3 separate regions of the Mus musculus genome follow, and all the other regions are linked to region 1. Evidence: chromatin contacts called from public HiChIP or PLAC-seq data. All regions are on one chromosome and are shown on one strand. Each heading gives the region's core, a stretch centred on a gene start, on an enhancer-like site or on the middle of the called end of the contact. The rest is flanking DNA. Distances are from core to core; before and after follow the strand shown. Region 1 overlaps Rassf8 (Ras association (RalGDS/AF-6) domain family (N-terminal) member 8). Region 2 overlaps Gm38475 (a long non-coding RNA gene). Region 3 overlaps LOC105247329 (a long non-coding RNA gene).

What was found. HiChIP or PLAC-seq counts read pairs in DNA pulled down with a chosen protein or histone mark.
Region 2: an H3K27ac HiChIP or PLAC-seq map of trophoblast stem cells shows a contact between it and region 1, with 2.3 times the contacts expected there. The contact joins two enhancer-like sites. A contact is called at or near these places in 7 of 39 promoter capture datasets (the C10 cell line, the HPC-7 cell line, cranial neural crest and 4 more), 2 of 484 Hi-C or Micro-C datasets (bone marrow-derived macrophages and nephron progenitors), 1 of 115 datasets of contacts at active chromatin or transcription factors (trophoblast stem cells) and 2 of 9 other capture datasets (embryonic stem cells and pancreatic islet).
Region 3: a contact with region 1 is called in an HNF4G HiChIP or PLAC-seq map of pancreatic cancer cells. The contact joins two enhancer-like sites. A contact is called at or near these places in 14 of 39 promoter capture datasets (the 3T3-L1 cell line, the C10 cell line, the HPC-7 cell line and 10 more), 1 of 15 datasets of contacts at CTCF or cohesin (the NIH/3T3 cell line), 12 of 484 Hi-C or Micro-C datasets (the AtT-20 cell line, the C10 cell line, CD8 T cells and 9 more) and 6 of 115 datasets of contacts at active chromatin or transcription factors (the NIH/3T3 cell line, bone marrow-derived macrophages, embryonic fibroblasts and 3 more).

Annotation. Positions count from the first base shown.
Region 1 is chr6:145,768,829-145,772,019 of GRCm38.p6, reverse strand. The region is part of intron 1 of Rassf8 (Ras association (RalGDS/AF-6) domain family (N-terminal) member 8); the gene reads right to left. Among named protein-coding and RNA genes, the nearest start is that of Gm15704, 22 kb to the right of the region's middle. Within about 2 kb of position 1,904, at least 56 of the 459 cell types and tissues checked have an H3K27ac peak or open chromatin away from gene starts, as enhancers often do. A contact at or near this core is called in pancreatic cancer cells and trophoblast stem cells, where this site is marked.
Region 2 is chr6:145,476,663-145,480,050 of GRCm38.p6, reverse strand. The region is part of intron 2 of Gm38475 (a long non-coding RNA gene); the gene reads left to right. Among named protein-coding and RNA genes, the nearest start is that of Gm15499, 35 kb to the right of the region's middle. Within about 2 kb of position 1,985, at least 23 of the 459 cell types and tissues checked have an H3K27ac peak or open chromatin away from gene starts, as enhancers often do. A contact at or near this core is called in trophoblast stem cells, where this site is marked.
Region 3 is chr6:145,372,671-145,375,761 of GRCm38.p6, reverse strand. It overlaps LOC105247329 (a long non-coding RNA gene), which reads left to right. Exons shown (of 4, transcript XR_001785414.2): 3 at 652-846. Among named protein-coding and RNA genes, the nearest start is that of Gm38926, 26 kb to the right of the region's middle. Within about 2 kb of position 1,686, at least 93 of the 459 cell types and tissues checked have an H3K27ac peak or open chromatin away from gene starts, as enhancers often do. A contact at or near this core is called in pancreatic cancer cells, where this site is marked.

The DNA of each region.
Region 1 (3,191 bases), core at 655-3,154:
TACCTCACTCAGGATGATATGTTCTAGTTCCATCCATTTGCCTGCAAACTCAGGATGTCCTCATTATTAATAGCTGAGTAGTATTCCATTGTGTAAATGAACCACATTTTCTATATCCATTCTTCTGTCATGGAACATCTGGATCCAGCTTCTGCTATCACAAATTAGGCCTCTAAGAACATAGTGAAACACGTGCCCCTGTGGCATGGTGGGCATCTTTTGGGTGTATTCTCAAGCTCAAGGGGAGGTCCCAGGCCTCACACTATTACTGAGGCTATGAAGCTCTCAAAAAAGGGACCTAGCATGACTGCTCTCTGAAAGAGCCAAAGGGCAGCTGAAAGCGTCAGATGCTGATATTTGTACCCAACCAATGGACAAAAGCAGCTGAGTCCTGTTGTTGAATTAGGAGAGGCTGAAAGAAGCTGAGGAGAAAGGCGATCCTGTAGGAGGACCAGCAGCCCCAATCTGGACCCCAGAGATCTCTCCAACACTGGACCACCAAACAGACAGCATACACAAGCTAATATGAGGCCCCCAATACACATACAGTAGAGGCCTTTGGGTCTGTGTTCATTCAGAGATGATGCACCTAACCCTCAAGAGACTGGAGGCCCCAGGGAGTTTAGAGGTCAGATGGGGTGGGGGGTGGGGGCCTCCATGTGGAGACAGGAGGAGTGGGGAGGAGGGGTGGGATGTGGAGTAATCAGAGGGTGGATGGGGGGATGGAATATGAAGTGTAAAAAAATGAATTTAAAAGAAAGGGGGGTTGCTTCTGCACCTGAAAGACACAGGGAGGCCATGCTCTCCACAGTGACTATGTCCTATGGTGGCTGCCAGGCAGGCTGGTGAGTGTACAGCTACACCCCAGCTCTGTGGAATGTATCAACAGGCAAAGCTGCATCTTATAAAGAAGGGGAGAAAGGTAAAAGTCAAAGGAATCTCAAGGTATTTAGTCAAGAATTACAGAAAACAGCAATAATGGAAAACTCTTCAGCAGCAAATTCCAGGTAAGCCATCTAATCCTCCCCTGCGTAACCTGAGGGATGCAAATAAACCCATCCCCAGTCGTTCAAATCCCCATGCACGTGCCCCACCCCCAGCAGGAAGCCTCAACCATAGCCCTGTGCACAGAGCCCACACTCTAGTCCTGCTGCCCAGGAGGCAGCTGTGGGCCGGACTCTGCGCTGTGATGTGATTACAGAGTCACTCGGCAGCTGCACTGCTGAGCAGGCTTCCCGGCCCGGCCTCAGTACACAGCAGGACTACGGACAGGACGCCACAGGCTTCGGTGAGCACACGGATGTGATCAGCGGCCCTGCTGCAATCACTGCCTCACTCTCAACACTTGTGGTACTAGGGTTTCCTCTAATGCAAAACACGTAGCAGGCTCTGCATGAGAACCGAACCAGCAAGGAAGGAGAACTGTAGACTTAGGAGCTCTACTAGAAGGTTCTGAGGCTATGCATTTTTTTCAGAAGATTAATTTAAATGAGACCTCTGAAGGTCATGTAATCACTAATGAATAAAGGGCTAAGGAATTTATGGCATGGTACTCTGATTGGTGTCCTTAAAGAGTTTACTCACCTGTAAAATATGAACAGCTCGCTTATAAGTGATTCACCTGCCACAAACAAGGTCAGGCTGCTTTTTCTCCTGAGACCAGTAAGTCATGTTTGAGAGACGGAGCCAAGATGATGGAGCAGGTATACCAAAAGCAACCTAATTCATAACTTGGTTGCGTGCACTAAAGGAGATTGCTGGGAGCTTTGCACTTAAAAGGCCTCTCAGGACGGTTCAGTGCCACCGAGGATGTCGCAGACAACTAAGGACAAAGCCACACGCCTTCCTAGCTGCACCCTGTGGCTCCTCTGCTCTCAGAGGCAGCAATGGGAAGTACAGGCAGGCAAACTTATTTGTCAATGCAAGCTTGGCTGGGCATCCTAACGCAGTGGCGTGGTGCCACCTAACACTGTAGTTCTTTAAATCAGCATGTTGCAAAGGACAGTCCCTGAGTCCCCACTGAACATAGCTACACACGCCTCCTGAAACTCCGAACGGTTTCTGAGGAACCGGCCAGACACACGGGCTGACCTAGCTTCTGACCCTCCCTGCAGGGCTCTTGAGCAGGGCCAGCCTTGTGAGGTAGTATGCCAGCCTTGTGAGGTAGTATGCCAGCCTTGTGAGGTAATATGCCAGCCTTGTGAGGTAGTATGCCAGCCTTGTGAGGTAGTATGCCAGCCTTGTGAGGTAGTACGCCAGCCTTGTGAGGTAGTATGCCAGCCTTGTGAGGTAGTATGCCAGCCTTGTGAGGTAGTATGCCAGCCTTGTGAGGTAGTACGCCAGCCTTGTGAGGTAGTATGCCAGCCTTGTGAGGTAGTATGCCAGCCTTGTGAGGTAGTAGGCCAGCCTTGTGAGGTAGTATGCCAGCCTTGTGAGGTAGTATGCCAGCCTTGTGAGGTAGTAGGCCAGCCTTGTGAGGTAGTAGGCCAGCCTTGTGAGGTAGTAGGCCAGCCTTGTGAGGTAGTAGGCCAGCCTTGTGAGGTAGTAGGCCAGCCTTGTGAGGTAGTAGGCCAGCAAGGCAGAACCACACTGCTATCCTGCGGGGCTAACGCAGGCTGAAAACACTCTCAGTGTTCTTAGAGTGGTGGTCAATTTCTACCTTAAAAATAATGAATTCCCCCACGTTAACTTACTGTCCTAAAAAAACAAGACACACAGGCTGTTCTCCTGACAGTGTTCTGTGGGCTCTTACCACTCTGTCCTCTGATCCCAGTCACTTGGAAGGGGTGGGTTTCTGTAGTTTCACCTAACACTTTGTGTCTTTGGAAAAGGAATTCAGTTGTTTCTTTAAAGACCACTTAATGGCCCAGAGTGCTCTTCTCACCCTCCTTCCCTGCTGCCCAGAGCTCCCTGCAACAGCACAGGAATTGCCTGTACAGTTAGTTACCAGTTTGGCATTTGGAAAACTGCCTAAAGTGAGGGCTAAAAATGCTGAAGGAGACCTGGAGAGTTAGTTTTAGAGAATAAAAACAAAACCCTGCCACACTTCTCCTTGGGAGAACGAATGAGCCCCTGGCTCCTTGAGAAGGGAACGCCTGGCAGCACCGAGCACTCCATTGCCTAATGCTTGGAGAATGTGAGGCGCGAGGGAGTCAGAGAAGCCTTGGCTACAGGACGAGAGCTGACGCAGT
Region 2 (3,388 bases), core at 736-3,235, 290 kb after region 1:
CATGAGGATTCCAGCAGAAGTGGGAAGGACCCAGAGAGGCTGCCACACAGGCCAGCCTGGCTTTAATGTCAAACCCAGAGGCAGCAGAGTCTAGGCATGACGCAGGAAAGAGGTTAGAGTTTGGGGAGCATGCATTCGATTTGGTAAAGCCCTAATCATGTCTAGCCTCCTCTCTCTCAGTTTTAGGATTTCAAAAGTGGTTAATTAAAACAAAAACAACAACAACAACAAAACAAAGCAAAACAAAACACAACGGTGTTCCCCGGGATCTTCTTGCATTTGGGGGAGGACGGCTATAATGGGCAGAGAAAGGGCCTGGAGATCAAGGGCTACTCACTGAACCTATGTGCCAGGCGGTCAGGATGAGCTTCCTGGGCATCAAGAGCTGCCTCCCATGGGGTGCCTAGACTTCCAGGGCTCTACCAGGCCATTTTGAAACATGCCCTGTCTTGGCCTGCATGGTTGCCAGACACTGGGCATCTCTTAGTGTGTCTGAAGGTAACGAGACGGAGTTGCTGGAAAGAACGAGCAGGGGAGGTCTGTTTTGGATGCCCTAGGCACACGGAAGCCTTAAGGGGTGACTTCCCTGGAAGCTCTGTGTGTAAGGTATGGGTACTGCCACGGCCAACTTCGCCCTCCTGCTCCTGGCAGGCAGGGGTTGGGATCTGTTTAAACTGCAATGAGTAGGACTGGGACAGGGACCGGGATGGGGAAAGCATGAGGTTTCCGCAGTAGCATCCAGCAAATGGTTAGTTAAGAAAAACCGGTTCCTTCCGCACCAGAAAGCTCTGGGTGGGTTCTGAAGAAAAGGAACATGAAGTACAATGTTTCAGTTAGCTCCCCGAGGCACTTCCTGAGCAGGTTATCAGTCGGGAGGCTTGCTAGCCAGCTCTTAGCCAGTCCCAGTGTGGGCTACAATGGGAACACAGGCTGGACCTGCTCAGCTTGCTCTGCAGGGACCACTGCCCAACCAATTGAACTGGGGCCCCACTGTTGTCCTCTCTGCTTTGGTTCCATGCCCTCAGGCTCTCAGAGAGTCACCATGAAAGGTGACCTCAGTCTCAGGTGCCATAGCCACTCAACTAGTCTGACCTCTCACATACCTGCTTGGCCCTGAGCTGAGGAAGTTTCCCATAGCCAGGGCCCAGCTGTGCTCTGGGTACACAGGCCTGGCCGGTGTTTGCCTGTGGGCTGTTGTCCTGCCCGACCCACACCAGCCTGGGAACATGAAGTCAGGCAGAGGCTCTTTGCTTTCATCCGGCCCTGCATTCCTCACCTGGCACCTTCTGCAGTCACAGATGTGTTTCCCCTTAAGGTTTGCCCAGAGATGGCAGCAGGCCCCGTGGGAGAGCTGGAGTGGGGGCATACAGGACGATCTGGTTGGCCCACTCGCTGCCTCTCTATGCCCCTCAGAGCAGAGAGGAGCTATGGGGTTGATTTTTCTCCTTCTCGTCCTGCTAGCCTCTGCAGACGTTTGGAATTACTCTCGCAGACAGCAAAGGGCGATGCTGAGGCCTGGGACTAATCTCAGTGCAGTCTTGTGTTGTCCGGGCCCCTTCTGTGTGATGGTGCTTATGCCTCAAGGGTCTGCTGAAGAAATCACTTCTCTGAAGTCCCCACCAATGACTCACATGTTGAGCCCTTAACCCCTAGGGCTGTATGTGAAGCTAGGACCTTAAACAAAGGTTTTAAAGATAAATGAGGCCACTGTAATTCAGAAATGGAGGGCATGCCTGCTTAATTTGAAGTAGGAAGATCCACTTTTTCCGATAGGGATCATTGAGGCAGGAAGGCACACCTTTAATCCTAGCCGTACCTTCTGCTGGGAGCACGTGTAAGGACATGGAAAAAAGAAGCTTCCGCTCTCTGCCTGCCTGCTCTGGCCTTGCTAGCCTTGTGAAGCCATTTCTTCACTGGCCTTAGAGCCAACTTCTCCGGGATTCCAGTGTAAACTGGAGACCAGCTGAGAAATCCAGCCTCCTGGACTGAGCGACTACTGGATTCTTGGACCTTGCATTCATATCCAGCCATTGTTGGATTAGCTGAACTACAGCCTGTTTGTACACACACACACACACACACACACACACACACACAGAGAGAGAGAGAGAGAGAGAGAGAGAGAGAGAGAGAGAGAGAGAGAGATTTGTATGTTCTGTTACCCTAGAGAACCCTGACTAGCACACCTTACAAGGCATGGAAGACACTTCAGAGATGAGCCTTTGAGTAGAGGGATCATATGAGAAACAACAAAGGTGGCTGCTTGCAGGCCAGGGAGAGATGCCTTTCCCGAAACCACCTCCTGCCACCTTGACCTTGGACTCCTAGCCTGAAACTATGAGGAAATGATTCTCTGCTGTTTAAGCCGCCAGAGCATTGCACTCGGCTACGGTAGCTCACGTGAACTCTCACCTCAGCTGTCAGTTTGGTGGACTTGGTGGGTCTGCACCCAGCTCGTGGGCTTGCTCAGCCTGGCCCTTCGCCTGGAGTCGTTAAGCGTGCAGATCATGTGGCCCACAAGCCTGCCCCCCTCAGAGGTCAGGCACCTCACTGCCTGGAATGTTGCCTCCTGGAGCTCTGGGTCTCCTCGTGTCTAGGATTGGCTCAACCTTGATTTGCACACACCATTTTGAACTGTGTTTATGGGTGTCAACTTGAAAAAAAACAAAAACAAACAAAAAAAAAGCACAGCTCTTGTGTTAAAGGGAATAAACAACAGTTTGTTCTGGAACCATCTTAAGTGACCGTGGCCTGAGAACACAAGTTTAGGTCACTCTGAATTCTGTGTTCCAACACAGAAGCAGTTACATGAAGTTTTATAGTTTTGCAAAACAAAGAATGTAATAAATTAGGAGAAAATGTAAAATACCTGGGTGGGTAAGGGCAGAGAGGTGGCTAGAGCACCATGGAGGAAGCTTTTCTGAGAGCCTCGGGCTGTCCGGAGACGTTCTTAGCTTTAGGCTGGTTAAAGCCAGTAGTCTGCTAGGTTAATAGACACCCAAGGCTTTTATCTGTCACTCCAGGATGTCAGTTCTGACACAGAGGTGAGCAGAGCATGGCCATCAAGGGTGCTGCAGCTAGACATGCGGTTAGGTGGAGCTGGAGGTGAGGTCCTGAGCTCTGGACCTGCGGCCTGCCAACCCCTGCCAACCTCTGCCCACTGCTGCAGTTCTAATCAGTCAGTTGGTCTTTGTGGAACAGCTTTCCTCTGGGAACTCTCCTTCACGTGGGCTGTCAAACGCTATGGGAGGCTAGGAGGCCAGAGCCATAGCTCAGCAGCACACATTAGTCTAGATTGATTTTTTTTTTTTTTTTGATTGAGTAGGAAGAGTTAGGGGAGAAGATGAAGGTCAATATATTTAAATATGTAAAGAGAAACCTTTCTGTT
Region 3 (3,091 bases), core at 437-2,936, 400 kb after region 1:
GGATGCTCTTCTTCCAGGCCAGAGTTAGATTCTGGCTACAAGAGCCCTGTATACCAGCAAAGTTCTCTCAAGTTCCCAAACACACAGAGCCCATGGCTCTGAGATTTGTTCTTTCCATTGAGATCCTACAGACTTGAGTTCATCTTCTGCTATGCCAATGTAATAATTTGGAGGGAAGTATGTCTTGGGATTGTATAAGAGCCATCTGTGGGAAGCGTGAGTGATAAACCCCACGTTGGTCTAAGGTTGTGACCTGAGAGCCGTGGTGAACGAAAACTCTCCTGTCCCACAGAGAATTTACATGGGGTTTGTACATACCAGCCTTGATTTATTTCTCTGGCTTAGCTGCAAGGTGCATGTTATTCTCTGGGTATTTAAATATCACCAATAAATGACAAAGTTAAATGCTTAAAAATTTTAGTTAACTGGCCTCTTCAAGTGTTTTCAAAGAGACAAATGGGAAGAGATACAATATGTTAGTGGACATGAGAGAGTGGGGGAGGGGACATTTGGTGGGCATAAGCAAGTAGGGGGGTTGGTGGACATGAGAGAGTGGGGGAGGGGGCATTTGCCTCTAGCATATTCAGCACACCATATGGATGTTTTTGTCTTCACAATGATTTAAGAAAACATATTTTTCTAACTTTGCAGATGAAAAAGTTGAGCCAAGAGTATCCAGTAGCTACCACAGGAGAACCGCTTGTTAGCCAGAAGCAAGATGCAGTGGGCTGCCCACCTGGTCTCCAGAGTGTGTCTCCTCTGCTGACATCAGACCCATTTCTTCAGCATTTCAACACAAGTCAAAGACAAGCAGCTTCCAGGAAACTTCTAGTCCCTCCACAGCAGGTGAGTACTGCTGAAGCCTCCAGCTTAGGGTCCTTAGCCTCTGCAGTGTAGAGACAGCCATTGGGCTATCCAGCCCTATCAAGTCAGTCAATCTGGTGAATTCTCATGGATGTAAGTATGTGTATATATGTTTACACAGTCACAGTGTGTGTATGCATTCTCCCTGCCCTGTTCCTCTAAAACTCTGACAAACCACAGAGGAGTGCCCAGAGGTCACCAAGTTCTTGCTCCCAGACTAAAGGACTGCTCATAACATGAGGTACCTGCATCTCTAGAACCTGTCTGTCTCTCCACGTCTTTGCTCTGGTGTCAACTTTACCTGTAACCACTCTGTTACCATGACAGCAAGGCAGGAAGCAAGAGAGTGTGGGGACAGTGGAGGAGTTTGAACATGACAATCGAGGCTTAGTGGCCCACACCTGTCACTCCAGTAGTAGGGAGGCCAAGACAGGAGGATCTCCAGTCAAGGCCAGCATGGCTTACAGAATGAGACTCTATCATCCAAACAAACAACACACACACACACACACACACACACACACACACACACCCCAAAACAAAACATACCAAGGAGAGTGGGTGCATCATGCAGGGCCTGGTTACCTGCATGGTCCACTCGGCCATACTTGGAGGCCATCTGGACCCACTGAACCTCAGAGTAGAGAGGATGAGGAGGCTTGTGAGTCCTTTTCTGTCTGTCTAAGCGCACAGTGAGCTCACTCACTGCCCTGGGTGGTGTCTAGAGGATTAAAGAAAACAAGAAATGAAAGCACTAATCCTGGTGCCTAGCACACATCAATCACCAAGTGTGAGACCGCAGCGCCGAGGATGGAAGCTAGCGCTGTGCTCAGTGACAGCCTGCACAGTCATGCTTGAGTAAAAGCTTCCTGGTGTGGACTTGAAGGATGAATAACAGGAATCTGCATGTCGTGGGGGTGGCATGCGAGTGGGTGTGTGAAGCCTCATGAGCAGGATGTGCAGGGATAAAAATAGCCCTCCAGGCAGCTGGTAAACACCTTCCATGGGGAGACAGTAAGACACCATGGTCTTCTTCCCATTTTCCAAAATGTCATCTCTCATCAGCCAAGAGCTTTGAAGAATGTTTGGTCCTAGTGACTCATCACCACCATAAACCAATCAATCACTGTGACTCATTCCCATCCCTGTTGGAGCAGCAATACAGACAAGTAGTGTGTGAATGCTCGAGAGTATGTGAGTGTGTTTGTGTGTGAGAATATGTGTGAGTGTATGTGTATGTGAGTGTAAGTGTGTGTATGTGACTGTGTGTGTATGAGTGGTATGAGTATATATGTGAGTGTGTGTGTGACTGCATAACTGTGTGAGTGTATGTGTATGTGAGGTGTGTGTCTATGTGAGTGTGCATGAGTGTGTATGAGTATATATGGGACTGTGTGTGTGCATGTGTGACTGTATGAGTGTGTGTGTATGTGAGTGTGTATGTGTGAATGTGAGCCTGTATGAACGAGTGTGTATGTGAGAGAGAGAGAGAGAGAGTGTGTGTGTGTGTGTGTGTGTGTGTGTGTGTATGCACATGTACACATACAGATGTGCCTCTCTGCACCTGAGACTTGCTTTCTGCAGAGTAGAGAACATTCGTTTAAGCACAGGAGAGTTGATAGTGGGCTGTTCCACCATGAGAATCAGCAATGGTGGAACGACACCAGCGTTAAACAACAAAATCCAAAGGACGGAAAGAGTCAAGCACTGTGCTTGTTTTTTGGTTGGTTTTATTTTCTTAGTGGTTGAACCCAGGGCCTTGTGTGTGCGAGAAAAACACTACTTCTGGGCTGTTAAAACATCTCTATTATGCTGACATTTTGTGATGTGGGCCCAAGAAAGTATTATAAAAATGCATATTTCAATGCAACATTTAAAATTTTCCTAGCACCTGGAAATAGTGATGAACCTGATGATGCTTCTCTTGACCTAACGGCGCGGGAAGGAGTGGAGAGCCCGAGAGAAGCCATGTTGAAATGCTCTCTTTCACTTGGTCGTCTGCACTCAGGCTTCCTGTGTCTGGTATGTGATCATGCCAAGGTTAAACATTTAAGAGAAAAGTAGGGAATGCGAAGACATTTCAAAACGTTGTGTCAACTTAGCTCCTTCCAGATCTAAGCCCCAGTACTAGCTTATTATATTTTGAATAGATATGGAGAAATAAATAATAAAAGCAGCTTCATTTGCCACTGACGGGCAACATATGAGCACAGCGTAGAATGTTCGA